Regions from separate parts of the Sus scrofa genome. Here all the other regions are linked to region 2. A link is a contact called in public Hi-C and promoter capture Hi-C data. All regions are on one chromosome and are shown on one strand. Each heading gives the region's core, a stretch centred on a gene start, on an enhancer-like site or on the middle of the called end of the contact. The rest is flanking DNA. Distances are from core to core; before and after follow the strand shown. Region 1 has its middle 62 kb from the start of GNPNAT1. Region 2 holds the start of FERMT2 (fermitin family homolog 2). Region 3 overlaps FERMT2 (fermitin family homolog 2).

Region 1 (4,706 bases), core at 1,280-3,779, 120 kb before region 2:
CCTTTTTATTTGTGTCCAAATTTCATATACCCTGTAACCCAACAAAACAAATGGGAGAGGAGTTCCCGTCATTGCTCAGTGGAAACAAATCTGACTATCATCTGTGAGGGCACATGTTCAATCTCTGGCCTCGCTCAGTGGGATAAGGATCTGGCATTGCCGTGAGCTGTGGTGTAGGTCGCAGATGGGGCTCAGATCCTGTGTTGCTGTGGCTGTGGTGTAGTCTAGCAGCTACAGCTCCATTGGGCCCCTAGCTTAGGAACCTCCATAAGCTGCAGGTGCAGCCCTAAAAAAAGACAAAAAATAACCAACCAACCAAAACAAACAAATAAACAAACAGAAAACAAATGGGAGACCCTTTTCCTCCTTGATACTAAATTAAAAACCACTTTTAATCTTAAAATGAAAAATGGATCTATTGAATAAATGTAAAATTAGCATGAATTGTAAGTTATCCTACAGCAAGTCTCTTGAGGCAGCTAGTGCAGACTGCTCAGATGTTTCATCAAAGTGCCTGGAGAAGCAGGGGAGCATGGATGAGAGACTGCCTCTGCCTCAGTGTAGTATCACAGCAGATTTGGTACTTTACCATCACAGTTTTTTTGTTTGTTTTGGCCACACCTGTGGCATGTGGAAGTGCCTGCGCTAGGGATCAAACCTGCGCCACAGCAGTGACCTAGGCTGCTGCAGTGACAGCACTGGATCCTTAACCTGCTGTGCCACAAGGGAACTCCTTCATCATGTTTTTATTGTAGCTTTTCCATCAGAATGGACAAGTACACCATGCCTTCATTTATTCCACAGCTTTATATCAGTACCTGGTATATTCAAGGCTCTGTGCTCAATTCTGTGAATATAATGGTGAGTAATTAAAATACATCAGAATCTTCAGAGGCAAGGACTTCATCACCCCCTGATGTAACAACAAAAACTCTCAAATTTCTTGTGAAAATTAAGTAGGAAGGCCTGTGTAACTGGGACGTAGTAAGTGTCCAGTGAATAAATGCTTCAAAAACAGTAAAAACTGGAGTTCTCATTGTGGCTCAGCAGAAACAAACCCAACTAGTATCCATGAGGGTTTGGGTTTGATCCTAGCGCTGCTCAGTGGGTTAAGGATCTGGTGTTGCTGCGAGCTATGGTATATGTTGCGGCTCAGATCTGGTGTTGCTCTGGCTGTGGTGTAGGCCATCACCTAGGTTCTGATTCTACTCCTAGCCTGGCAGCTTCTATATGCTGTACCTGCAGCCCTAAAAAAATAAATAAATAAATAAAATAAAAACTATATGCAATTTGTAATCCTTGATTAGATCTTGGTTTTTTTTTTTAGCAGCTATAAAGGACGTCCTTGGGACAATTATGAACGTTTGGATTTCAACTGAATATTAGATATTAGAGCACTCTTAATAATTTTGGGGGGTGTGACAATGACACTGAGGTTGTGAAGGAGAATTTCCTTGTTCATAAGTGATGTTTGAAATATTAGGGGGTGAAGTGTCATGATGTCTGTAACAGATTAAGTTTTTCAGAAATAAATACAGTGACATGAATAATATTAACAATGGTTAAAGGTAGGTGGTAAGTGAAAGGCTGCTTATCATACTATTCTTTCAACTTTTCTAGATGTTTGAAAACTTAGAAGAATAAAATTTGGGTAGAACCTTTAGTCCCTTTTTCTCATCCCTATTAAGAACAATGTATGACAATAACAACAAAAAAGACAAAAGACAAAAAAAAAAAAAAAAAAAAAGAAAAAAAAAAAAAGGAGTTCCCGTCGTGGCGCAGTGGTTAACGAATCCGACTAGGAACCATGAGGTTGCGGGTTCGGTCCCTGCCCTTGCTCAGTGGGTTAACGATCCGGCGTTGCCGTGAGCTGTGGTGTAGGTTACAGACGCAGCTCGGATCCAGCGTTGCTGTGGCTCTGGCGTAGGCCGGTGGCTACGGCTCCGATTCAACCCCTAGCCTGGGAACCTCCATATGCTGAGGGAGCGGGACGGCCCAAGAAATAGCAACAATAACAACAACAAAAAAGACAAAAGACAAAAAAAAAAAAAAAGATAAAAGAACAATGTATGATTATGCAATTCCCCAAAAGAAATCTTTTTCCCAAATTATGAGTTAGAAATTGGAGATCAGGAGTTCCTGTCGTGGCTCAGCAGTAACGAACCTGGCTAGTATCCGTGAGGACATGGGTTCTATCCCTGGCCTTGCTCCATGGGTTAAGGATCCTGCATTGCCGTGAGCTGTGGTGTAGGTCACAAACATGGCTCAGATCTCATATTGCTGTGGCTGTGGTGTAGGTTGGTGGCTACAGCTCTGATTTGACCCCTTGCCTGGGAACATCCATGTGTGGCAGGTGAGGTCCTGAAAAGAAAAAAAAGAAGAAAAATTGGTGATCAGACAAATTCAAGGCCGTTTCAGAAAGGATTTTGTTGTTTTTCTTTTAAATCTGATTTAAATGAGTCAAGGGTAAACTCAGATCTTAGGCAACACTCTTTCTGAACTTTGTCACACAATTATTTAACCTTTATTTGCCTGAGCTCTGTTTTACTTTGCACATTACTATTTGCCAGAGGAATTGTGTCTTCATAGCCACTAGCAAGTTATTTGTCACTTAATCCAAGGCCACCAGAAGGTGCAGTTTCACTTGGTGAGCTTATAATTTAATTGGAAGGTTAAGCACAGTGAACCTGAAGAACACACTCAGAACAATACAGAAAGTACAAATTAAACCAGTGCAGTTCCAAAGGAGGTTCCAAAAGGAAACTGATCTTTTTTGTTTGTTTTCTTCTTTTTACTGCTGTACCTGTGGCTTATGGAAGATCCTGGGTGAGGGGTTGAATAGAAGCTGCAGCCACAGCCACAGCAATGCAGGATCCAAGCCACATCTGAGACGTACACCACAGGTCACGGCAACACCAGGTCCTTAAACCCACTGAGCGAGGCCAGGGGTTGAACCTGCATCCTTACAGACACTGTGTTGGGTTCTTAACCTGTTGAGCCCCAGGGGTACCCCAGGAAGCTGTTCTTAATATCAGGCTGGAAACAAAATGTTGTAACATCCTAGATGTTAACGGTGATTGGAAATCTAGAGACTTCAGACCTTTCCATAGTTTAAATTTTTCTTCAAGTTCAGATAGATTCAGGGAAACCACCACTGGAATTTTTTCAATCCAGGTGTTCTTTTCCCTGAAGTTGAAGCCAGAGGATGACATTGTGTTTTAATCACAGAGAAACTGTTTTTTGACCACAGTTTTCATCAAATCCCCAAAGCCCCAAAAGGTAAAGAATACCTCCAGTATACCACATATCTGTTGTACACTATGATACATCACATTATTAAGTAATCATAACATCTGTGGTCCTTAGAGTCACATTGAAGATGCTGTCCTGAATTTTCTCAAGCAATGCCAATTTTCTCAGAGTTGATCCCTTAAAAAAGTGGTAGTAGGAAATGAGCTAGATTTACATGGGAGCTAAAAACTCTTGCAGATGTGATGATAGATTCATTTTAAAAGTTTGATCCTATATTAGAGAGGCTATTAAAATTCTAATACATTTACTTGGGCAACTTCTGCTAATATGAAATTTATCTACTTGAGCTTTTGCTGAAGATTGATTGACTGGGGGAAAATGTAGGGAAGTATTTCTTTTTACCTCTAGATGGTGCTATGTATTGTTTTATGTTAAGCACAAGCCTGCCTAATTTTGAAGTTGGAAAGATTCCTAAATATTATGCATCTTATTTTATAGATGAACAAACTGAGACTCATTGAAATCTTGTCTTATTTAAGATAAATTCTGGTGTGAGGCAGAGCCTCAGTTTTTGCAAAATGTGTAATGTATGATTGGTTCGAGTAAAAATTAGTCATTCCATAATTTCATACTGTATTGCGTTTACTGTTGTGAGAGGTTTAAGAGTCTGTTTTATTTAAAAAAATTTTTTTTTCTTAAAATATAGTTAATTTACAATTTTCTGTCAATTTCTGCTATAGAGCAAAGTGATCCAGTCATACATATGTATATACATTCTTTGTTCTCACATCATCTTCCATCATGTTCCATTACAAGTGATTGGATATAGTTCCCTGTGCTATACAGCAGGACCTCATTGCATCCCTCCTAAATGTGATAGTTTGCATCTGCTAACCCCAGACTCCCAGGCCATCCCGTTCCCTCCCGCTCCTCCTTGGCAACCACAAGTCTGTTCTCTATATCTGTGAGTTTGTTGCTATTCTCTAGATAGGTTCATCTGTGCCATATTCTAGATTCCACATGTTAAGTGATACCACATGGTATTTGTCTTTCCCTTTCTGACTGACTTCAGTTAGTATGAGAATCTCTAGTTGCATCCATGTTGCTGCAGATGGCATTATTTCATTCTTTTTTATGGCTGAGAAGAGTGTTCTACTTTGTGGATTCATGAAGTTTTCTTTAAGAAGTTCTCAAAGAAAATAATTTGCCCAATTTATGTGAAAATAGATTGTAAGGAAAGGCAGTGGGATATCACTGTATGTATGTCCATCTGAATTTAAGAAGAACTGTCAATGAGGAACACAAAGAAGAAATATAAATTGCTAATAATTATGGAGTTTCCACTGTGGCTCAAAGGTTGATGAACCCGACTAGTATCTATGAGAACTCAGATTCGATCCCTGGCCTTGCTCAGTGGATTAAGGATCTGGTATTGCCGTGATCTGTGGTGTAGG
Region 2 (4,464 bases), core at 30-2,529:
CCGCCCCGCGGAGCTGCCCGCAGCGGGTCCAGCCGCCTCGCCCCTCCCCCACAGTCCCCAGCGGCCCCGCTGGGGGCCAGAGCCGCTTGGACTCCCGGGTGGGGGGCGGGGCGGCGCACGGCGGGGGAGCGAGCTGTGCGGGGGAGGCGGGGGGCGCCCGCGGTGGCAGCAATCTCGGCCCCGCCGATCCGCTGCCCTTTTATGGAAATGAAGGACCCGGCGTAGGGATTGAGTCCAACATCCGGGCTCTCGCCGGCGGGACCTGAGGAGGGGGAGCTCGGGGAACGCAGAAGCCTCCTACCCAGCGCGGGTGGGCGCTGGGCGCTCCTTGCAGCGCTCGGGTCTCAGGCTCGGCGAGCGCCCGCGGCGGCGGGTGTCTTGGCTTCCAGCTGGATGAGGGGGCCGGTCCGTGAGAAATGGTTACAGGAAATTCCCAGGACAAGGTCGTTTTCAGGGAACAAAGTCCCCCGCCCCCTCCCCACGTCTGGAGCGAGCCCAAAAGTCTCGGGGCGATGAGAGGTGCCGCTCTCCGGGAGCTGGAACTGGGGGTTGGGGACATAAAAACTTTTAAAAAGTAAATGCCCAAGCCAGCTCCGTGAACATCCGACAAAAGAATGAAAAAACCCAAAGGGAGTTGAACCACAAAAATTGCTTTGCAAGCAATGTCCGGCACAACCAGCAACTCCTACTGGACTCCTAAGAGTTTGCTTGCGCTCTTAACCCATTAGGAAGCTCCAACCAGAAGTGAGTCACATAGGTTCTACGATGCTCGTATGGGGGGGGAGTGCAAATCAGGGAAGTGAGTTTTATTCGAAAACTGTTTCTGCAGCCTCTTCAACTCTGTACGTATTTGTATGTTTTTAAATATGCAATTTAGAACTAACAGTCTACTAAGGCGTTTAGATCGATATACATCCTCTACCCCACCCTCAGCCACACCTTGAAGGAATTTTAATAGCTCCGGACCGGGGCCAGCAGGTACTGGAAGAAATAAAGAGCTTTACCTGTTGACGCTGACCAGTGATGGAGAACGGTCCTCCTGCTCCCAATTTTCTTCCACTTCCCCCTTTTACTGCCACACTCTGGGGAGAGGGAGCCAGTCAGAAGCAGCTAGCGGGGGAAAGTGCCTCGCTGGCAAAAGCATGGCTCAACAAATTTAAGTCAGGGAGACTCGGATAAAATGTCCCAGATTCCATAAAAGACCCCAGTTTTTAAAAGTCTCAAAGTCTTCTTGAACCTGTGTCAGTCTCTTCGAAGAGGACCTCCCCCTCCCCGCAAACAACGATGTGTTCAGCAACACAATTGGGAAACGAGGTTAGAGGCCTCAAGAAAGGGGTGGAACCCATAAAAGAATGAAAGAGAAGCAGCGAAATTTAGTCAGATGCCAGAGGTTTGGCACCAAAAATAGGGTAAAACACTACAGTATTTTCAGCTACTCATCATGGAGAAATTGATGCCTCGAGTCTGTAGTCTCTAATCTCTATTTCTACTCATGGATGTTCCAAATCATTCACTTGGAAGCAGTATGGACAACCAGAGAGGAGGGAACGTCTATGTAAATTGCGGTGTTGAAAATATCGAGGAAAATGTTTTTTAATAAAGTAGAGAAAAACTTGTTAGGGTTAAAAAATATGTACATGTAGTTGTAAAATCACGAGCATATTTTGTCTTAAATATTCAGAGCAGAGAAAAAAGACTGAAAGGAAATACACCAAAATATTAAGAAGCTCTCTGGTGTTGAGATAATAAGAGTTTTTTTTTGTTGTTGTTTTGTTTTTCCCTCTTCTTCATTTTCATTCAGGCTTTGCATTCAAGACTTGTCTGTTACTGCCTTGAATTACATTCAGCATATCAATTTCCATGGACATGCCATTACATTCAAAACGATAGACACAACTGATAGAGTAGCTATTGGACACCTGGACAGGACTTTTGGGGGTTTCCTTATGTGTTTTTTAAAATCCCCCAGTAAATTATAAGTTCTTGGATAGCAGGGACTTCAGATTCTTTGCACTGCACAAAGAAAATGGAAAACATGCTGGTATCAAATTAACACAGATGTCCAGGACACACTAGTTCTGCCCCATGGAGATATTTCAGTACCGGGGAAGTCCTGACTTGTAAATCTACATATTTATTTCTACACTTTATCCCCGCAGGGATGTGTGGCAATGTATAAGGATACATAAACTTTGAGATAGCATACATGGCACAAAACAAGGAGGAAAAAAAGGACAGGAAGCAAGGGTTCGAGATTTAAAATGGAGCCGGGAATGAAGATAAGAATTGTACCTTAAGACCTTTGCAAGTGCTCCCATAAGCTCCGAATAACTATGGTTTCTCAAACATGCCTTTCAGAACCAAAAATATGCACATCCTTTCCTTCCGACAAATTTGTCGAAGTCAACTGTCGTCTAAGAAACCATTTTACTACTCAGTTTCCACATTCTGGTTCTTGCCTCACTCTTCAGTGAGTTACTTTCTGAACAATCTCCCACCACCTCGCCGACTTCTCTGACTGCTGCCCACTTCTCTGAGTGTTTCCTAAAGGAGAGGGAGCAGGGGGTGGGATAACATTGCATATAACAGCCCCATTTCTTAGCATTTGAAACAGCTTAATTATTGCTTTATAAGAGACTTTACTAGTTTAGAAAATCAGCAGTTTGTGTCTGAGCCGTATAAAGCACAGGAAGCCAAGGACCTTCGAAAGAACCATTGGAGCAATAGATTGAGAAGGATGCAGCTGGTCTCTTTAGCCTTCTTTTTGAGTATTTCAAGCTGTTTCTTGCTTTGAAGATTAAAGAGGAGTCAGACTTGAATCTCTGAAACTGGGGATTTTTTTTCCTAGATTGTCAAGTGAGACCTTCAAATGCATTTCTTAAATGTTACTTCCACCTAATGTTTCCTAGTGTGTTCAGATGTGGAATCTTATCTGAAATCCCCTACTAGAACCTCTAAGACAGTGCAATACTTGTGGTACTTACATCATACTGAAAAGTAGCCGAGAACTCCAGTGTTTGGAAGAACGGCTCAAGCATTGAAAGCAGCAATATCCAAATAAGGTCCCAAGCACTGGGCTTAGGTTTAGACCAAATGATACCTCGCAGATCTGCCGTCAAATGCAGCCCTCGGGTTTAGTAATCCGCAGGTTGACTTCAGCTTCTTCTCTGAGTCTACTTAAATTGTGCTTTACATTCTTAAACGGTTAATACAAAATATAACCACTGAGTTTGGGGTTAGGAGAAAATAAGGGAAAGAGAGCTTGGGGTTAGGAGAAAATAAGGGAAGGTTTGTATGAATGTGAATGGGTAAGGGTTAGTTTAAAATGCATTTAAAAATGCCATTCAAGGCCAGCAAGATGAAATGTAATGAATTATTCCTGTCAAATAACCAGGTGAGCAGAATTCTCTCTTTGTCTCAGGGACTGCCAAAACTGGTAAAGCTACTAAGGAGGTAGAAATCAAGGGGCATGGAATGCGAACTAAGAATGGGAAAGAAGATTGCAGGGGCTACTTTTCTTTTGATAGAAGTGGGCCTTCACTGGAAACGTCAAGAAAAGGATTGCCAAACTGAGCAACAAGGATGATTTGCTGAGGAGACACAGACCTAAAGAAAGCCTCTGAGATAACAACGAAATCACTACTTCAAGGGGAAGGAAAGGTACTGTTGGAATTTCTGCTCCAGATTATAAAAAGCTTTTTGTAGAAAACCATGCTGAGTGATACTTAGGAAAAAAAAAAAGCTTGAACTTCACATCACCTTGTGAAATGTTCTGCCTCTGAAAAAAATATGAAATGTTCGTATATATACTCACACAAACAGCGTAGCTAATGGTGTGCTTAGCACAGTGCAGGGCACTGAGACAGACATGTAGATATATATCATATGCCACAACCTCTTAAGAAACACCAATCTAATATAGGAGACATTTAAAACACCAGAAAGGGAGTTCCTGCTGTGGTGCAGTTGGTTAAGGATCTGGCACTGTCACATAGGTCACAGCTATGGCTCTGATTCAATCCCTGGCCCAGGAACTTCACATGCCACTGATGTGGCCAAAAAAAAAAAACAAACAAAAACACCAGAAAGGATATCCATATGCAAAAAGAATGAAGTCATACCACTGCCTTATACAAAAATTATATACAAAAATTAACTCAAAATGGATCATAGACCTAAATGTAAGGTCTAAACTTTAAAATTTTTAGGAGAAAATGTAGGAGTAAACCTTTGTGACCTTAGATTAAACAGTGCCTTCTTAGATAGGACATCAAAGCAAAAAGGACAAAAGAAAAACTAAGCTGGATTTTATCAAGATCAAAAATACCTTTTTTCCCAAAGTGTAGCATCAAAAATGTGAAAAGACCCACAGAATAGGAAAAAATATTTGCAAATCATTTATCTTTTAAGGGACCTATATCTAGAATACATAAAGAGCTATTACAACTCAACAATAAGAAGAAA
Region 3 (4,711 bases), core at 201-2,700, 71 kb before region 2:
GCAGAAACAGGTCTAGCTACATGTGCCTCAAATGCCAGCCCCTGTTCTGAGACAGCTTTATATTTGAAGAGACAAGAGGAAACCAATGAGATTCAGGATGGCAGCTAGAAGAGACAAGAGGAAACCAATGAGATTCAGGATGGCAACGAGGTTATCCTGGGACTGTCCCAGAAGCCATGATGAAAACAGTGTTAAAGATGACACTTTAACAGGGAAGAAGTGTTGGCAATAAGGAAGAACCTTGCCAAACCCTGCTGGTGTCAGCTAACCCACTGGTGAGCCAGAAAATCAAAAGTCTGGGGATCTGAGCTGGACTAGCTTGTCATCAGTAAAGGTCAGGAAGAGGAGTAGGATGCTGATGAGGAAGAGAGAAACCAGCAAAAACTGGGAGGTGATGACTACAGCACAGATGAAAATTAAGCAGAATCTGAAACAGGTAAGCAGGCAACTCCTGCAGAATGAGGAAAAATTCAATGTCCTGATGCTGAAGAATAGGAAAGAGATACCATAAATTTTCTTAGGATAAAAGTAGAGGAAGTTCCCGTTGTGGCTCAGTGGTAAAGAACCCGACTAGTATCCATGAGGATGCAGGTTTGATCCCTCACTCAGTGGATCAAGGATCCAGTGGATCAAGGATCCAGCATTGCCGTGAGCTGTGGTGTAGGTTGCAGACATAGCTTGGATGTTGCATGGCTGTGGCTGTGGCATAGGCCAACAGCTGAAGCTCTGATTCAACTCCTAGCCTGGAAACTTCCATTTGCCACACATGTGTCCCTAAAAAGCAAAACAAACAAACAAAGAACAGTAGAATCCCATACTTCAAGTGAGGACTGCAGAGAGACTACAACAAAATATTCATGTGAAATTGAATACATACCTAAAGGAGTAAAGGAGCTGCTAAAAAATTTCTCCCCTTAGCAAAATGAAATTTATGAGTGTTAGCTAATAGATATTCCACCATCAATACTGGTCATTGCAAGGCTTCCCTTACCTCTTAGGTTCATCTGATGAGCTGGTGTGCCACTGGATTCTTCTTTGCTCTTATAGCAGGAAATAGATGTATCTTTAAAGGTGCACCAATATTGCTTGTAACCTTTTAGAGTCAGCTTTTTTGGCCTATGTGTCAAATAGAATTAGGAGGAAAACACTTTTGAAATAACTTTACCAATGCTATGTTTTAGCAGCAAAGTTTCACAATGTTAAAAGCCTGAGACCAAGCTTTACATATGCTGAATTCGATTCCCTTTTGGCCATTATATTCAAAGTTGCTATTATTGGATTTGCCCCTTCTTTTTCAATCAATCTTCTCAGGAAGATCTTACAGTGAGTAGGCAGAGAAAGAGAGCAAGACCAATATTCCAGTACTTCTGTCAGTTGTAGCCATCTATATCACTAGCGGGTCACATAGGAAGGGCAGGAAAATAAAGGTGAAGTAAATGTCAATAATTGGAAGGTTCCCAGGTCCTGTAATTAACCTCATGGTGCCCGTGCAACTGCCTCTTGTTTATCTAGCAAGACTAAAGGTGAGGGAAGTGCCTATCTCTCAGGGATGTATTTCAGTGGTGACTTTAACTTACCACTTATGTCAAACTTGAAGCATGAAGAAGAGAGGATAAGGAAAAATATAGGTCAATGCCAAAGGTGTTTATAGGGAGAACAAAGTGAGGTTAGGAAGTGGCATGTGACGTTGGGCTATCAGCTCAGATGTGCTCCATATATGGAGCTGGTATAACACTTAGCTACAGTAAATGGTTTATTTCACAATGGCTTATATTCCATATCACCTCTTTTCCTCTTCCTGCCTTAATGCCTTGCTCTCTTGATTCTGTGCAATATGACTGATCAGATCAATTTTTTTTAGAAGTCTGGATAAGATACACTAAAACCTTGTTATAAATGTCTCATGAACAAATGAATAGAATTCAAAGATTCTGGGGCTCTGAACAAAGAAATAACTACTGACAACAGCAGCTCATTATCTACTGCTTTTCCCCAGATGGGATGCTTTACACTGATAAGCCACTATGTGGGTCAGAATCTGCATGATGCAATCCACCTAGGTTTCACAATCCCGCTCCCTCTGCCCCTCCCACACACCCCTCCCCCTGCCCCTCCCACACACCCCTCCCCAGGCTTAAGAACAATGTTTATCACATAAAACAACTTAATAAAATTAAAAAAAAACCCACAACTTGAATGAGTATTGTAATTTTAATTTGGTAAAGAAGGTTATTTTCTCTCATTTCAATTTAGTGTTCATCTAATTGGTAAATGTTCTTATAGATGCATTTGACAGTCATTTAACGGTAAATTTAAAAGATGTGACCATTGCTATAAAACTGATTTATTTATTAATATTTGGAATCTCTCCCCTTTCTGTACTTACTTGAAAACTTTAATATAGTCAGCAAGTTCAGGAATGGAAGTGATGTCACCCTAGGAAAAGAAATCATTAAAAAAAATTTTTTTTTTAATTTGAAATTCTAATGTTTAGTATTGACATCAAGAACCAGCTTATTCAGGAGTTCCTGTTGTGGCACAGAGGAAACAAATCTGACTAGAAACAATGAGGTTGTGGGTTCGACCCCTGGCCTCACTCAGTGGGTCAAGAATCTGGCGTTGCCATGAGCTGTGGTGTAGTTTGCAGACACGGCTCAGATCCTGAGTTGCTGTGGCTGTGGTGTAGGCCAGAAGCTACAGCTACGATTCGACCCCTAGCCTGGGAACCTCCATATGCCATGGGTACAGCCCTAAAAAGACTAAATAAATAAATAAATAAATAAATAAATAAAAGAACCAGCTTATTCAATAAATAATCAAAATTACTTATAATAGATATTACAAAGATTTTAAAGGCCAATCAATATTATACGGCCATATAGTACAATGGTATTTTTTTTTTCTTTTTAGGGCCACACCTGTGGCATACGGAGGTTCCCAGGTTAGGGGGTGGAATCAGAGCTGTAGTCGCCAGCTACTCCACAGCCACAGCAACGCAGGATCCGAGCCTCATGTGTGACCTACACCACAGCTCACGGCCACACCAGATCCTTAGCCCACTAGTGAGGCCAGGGATTGAATCTGTGTCCTCATGGATGTTAGTCAGATTTGTTAACCACTGAGCCATGCTGGGAACTCCTGGTATTTTCAAATGACATAAAAAGCTATTAAAAATTTTATCTGGAGTTCCCGTCGTGGCGCAGTGGTTAACGAACCCGACTAGGAACCATGAGGTTGCGGGTTCATTCCCTGCCCTTGCTCAGCGGGTTAACGATCCGGCGTTGCCATGAGCTGTGGTGTAGGTTGCAGATGCGGCTTGGATCCAGCCTTGCTGTGGCTCTGGCGTAGGCTGGTGGCTACAGCTCTGATTCAACCCCTAGCCTGGGAACCTCCATATGCCGCGGGAGCGGCCCAAAGAATTAGCAAAAAGATGAAAAAAAAAAAATTTTATCAAAATACCAACTTATACAACCCACAGGAATATATCATTGATTTCTAATATAGCTAAAACTATCTGTAGCTCCATATAGAAATTTTGTAAAAAATAAAAACACTGAGATAAGTATTTCTTATGTAAAAACTAATTCCTAAGCACTTAAAAATTTTCCAGAGACCTATTTTTTTCTTCTTCTATAATACTTCAAATTTGGAGAACTCTAAATGGATTTGACCATGACTTGAGATTAACATCTCTGCAGAAGGGGGAGGGAGTGGGAGGGATTGGGAGCTTGGGCTTATCAGATACAACTTAGAATAGATTTACAAGGAGATCCTGCTGAATAGCATTGAGAACTTTGTCTAGATACTCATGTTGCAACAGAAGAAAGGGTTGGGGAAAAAATGTAATTGTAATGTATACATGTAAGGATAACCTGACCCCCTTGCTGTACAGTGGGAAAATAAAAAAAATTATTAAAAAAAAAACAAAAAACAAAAAACAAACATCTCTGCAGAAATGTCCCCCCACTACTTGTTAAGAGAATGTGTAGTGTCAGAAGATCTACCTTTACTGTGTTGGAAGTACTAGACACTAGAACATTATTAAGAATTTTCCTGAAAGTTTCCAGAAAACCAACGTCTGTATTCTCTAAAGCAAAGATATTTCTCTATATCCCCCAAACACTTCCCAAATCCTAGTTCCACAAAAAGGTATAAGCATCAATTAAAATTAAATGAGAAGGTAAAAGATTCACCCTACCAAAATTGTGGATGTTTTTCCCCCTTCCAAAGTAATCTCCAGGTCTGAAAGGGCGGCATCAACTTCATCAACTTCTTTGTCACTGTTGTTCAAATGATTCTCTGATGTCATGATTGACAGCTTATTGATATGATACTGAAACCAAAAGTGATATTTCGTTTAAATGACTGTTCTAACTAGGAACTTTAAAAAAATGAGATTCTATCTGTACCTATACTGAATGCTTTTTATCACCTAATCTGAAAAGCTAAAAAGTCTCCAAGAATTAGAAGGATAGGAAAATAGGCATGGCACCTGAAATCAATATCCTAAATCTACTAATATTTACTCAAAAAAAATAGCATCTTTGGACAAATACAATTAAATTTGGTTTGGGAGTCCCTAGATTTAGAGAGTTAACATATTCTCCACCAAGCTCTATATGAGGAGAGACTTTTAACTGTCTTTTTTTTTTTTTGCACTGCAGTATTGCATATCCAGAATGCAACCAGAAACCAAGAGATAATGAACAGA

The links. Promoter capture Hi-C pulls out the DNA fragments that hold promoters and counts their contacts. Hi-C and Micro-C count contacts between places; a contact is called where the count stands out from the background.
Region 1: a contact with region 2 is called in a promoter capture Hi-C map of liver, with 11 times the contacts expected there. The contact joins the enhancer-like site here to the promoter of FERMT2 in region 2. A contact is called at or near these places in 2 of 5 promoter capture datasets (both in liver), 24 of 47 Hi-C or Micro-C datasets (adipose tissue, alveolar macrophages, brain and 12 more) and 1 of 2 datasets of contacts at active chromatin or transcription factors (skeletal muscle).
Region 3: a contact with region 2 is called in a Hi-C map of fetal liver, with 1.6 times the contacts expected there. The contact joins the enhancer-like site here to the promoter of FERMT2 in region 2. A contact is called at or near these places in 1 of 5 promoter capture datasets (liver), 6 of 47 Hi-C or Micro-C datasets (embryonic fibroblasts, fetal liver, fetal skeletal muscle and 3 more) and 1 of 2 datasets of contacts at active chromatin or transcription factors (skeletal muscle).

Annotation. Positions count from the first base shown.
Region 1 is chr1:182,483,337-182,488,042 of Sscrofa11.1, forward strand. No RefSeq gene overlaps it. Among named protein-coding and RNA genes, the nearest start is that of GNPNAT1, 62 kb to the left of the region's middle. Within about 2 kb of position 2,530, at least 2 of the 83 cell types and tissues checked have an H3K27ac peak or open chromatin away from gene starts, as enhancers often do. A contact at or near this core is called in fetal liver and liver, where this site is marked.
Region 2 is chr1:182,605,611-182,610,074 of Sscrofa11.1, forward strand. FERMT2 (fermitin family homolog 2) reads right to left here and starts at 1,280. Exons shown (of 18, transcript XM_021102113.1): 1 at 1,005-1,280.
Region 3 is chr1:182,534,326-182,539,036 of Sscrofa11.1, forward strand. FERMT2 (fermitin family homolog 2) reads right to left here. Exons shown (of 18, transcript XM_021102113.1): 9 at 4,199-4,333; 10 at 2,387-2,436; 11 at 992-1,116. Among named protein-coding and RNA genes, the nearest start is that of FERMT2, 70 kb to the right of the region's middle. Within about 2 kb of position 1,451, at least 4 of the 83 cell types and tissues checked have an H3K27ac peak or open chromatin away from gene starts, as enhancers often do. A contact at or near this core is called in fetal liver, where this site is marked.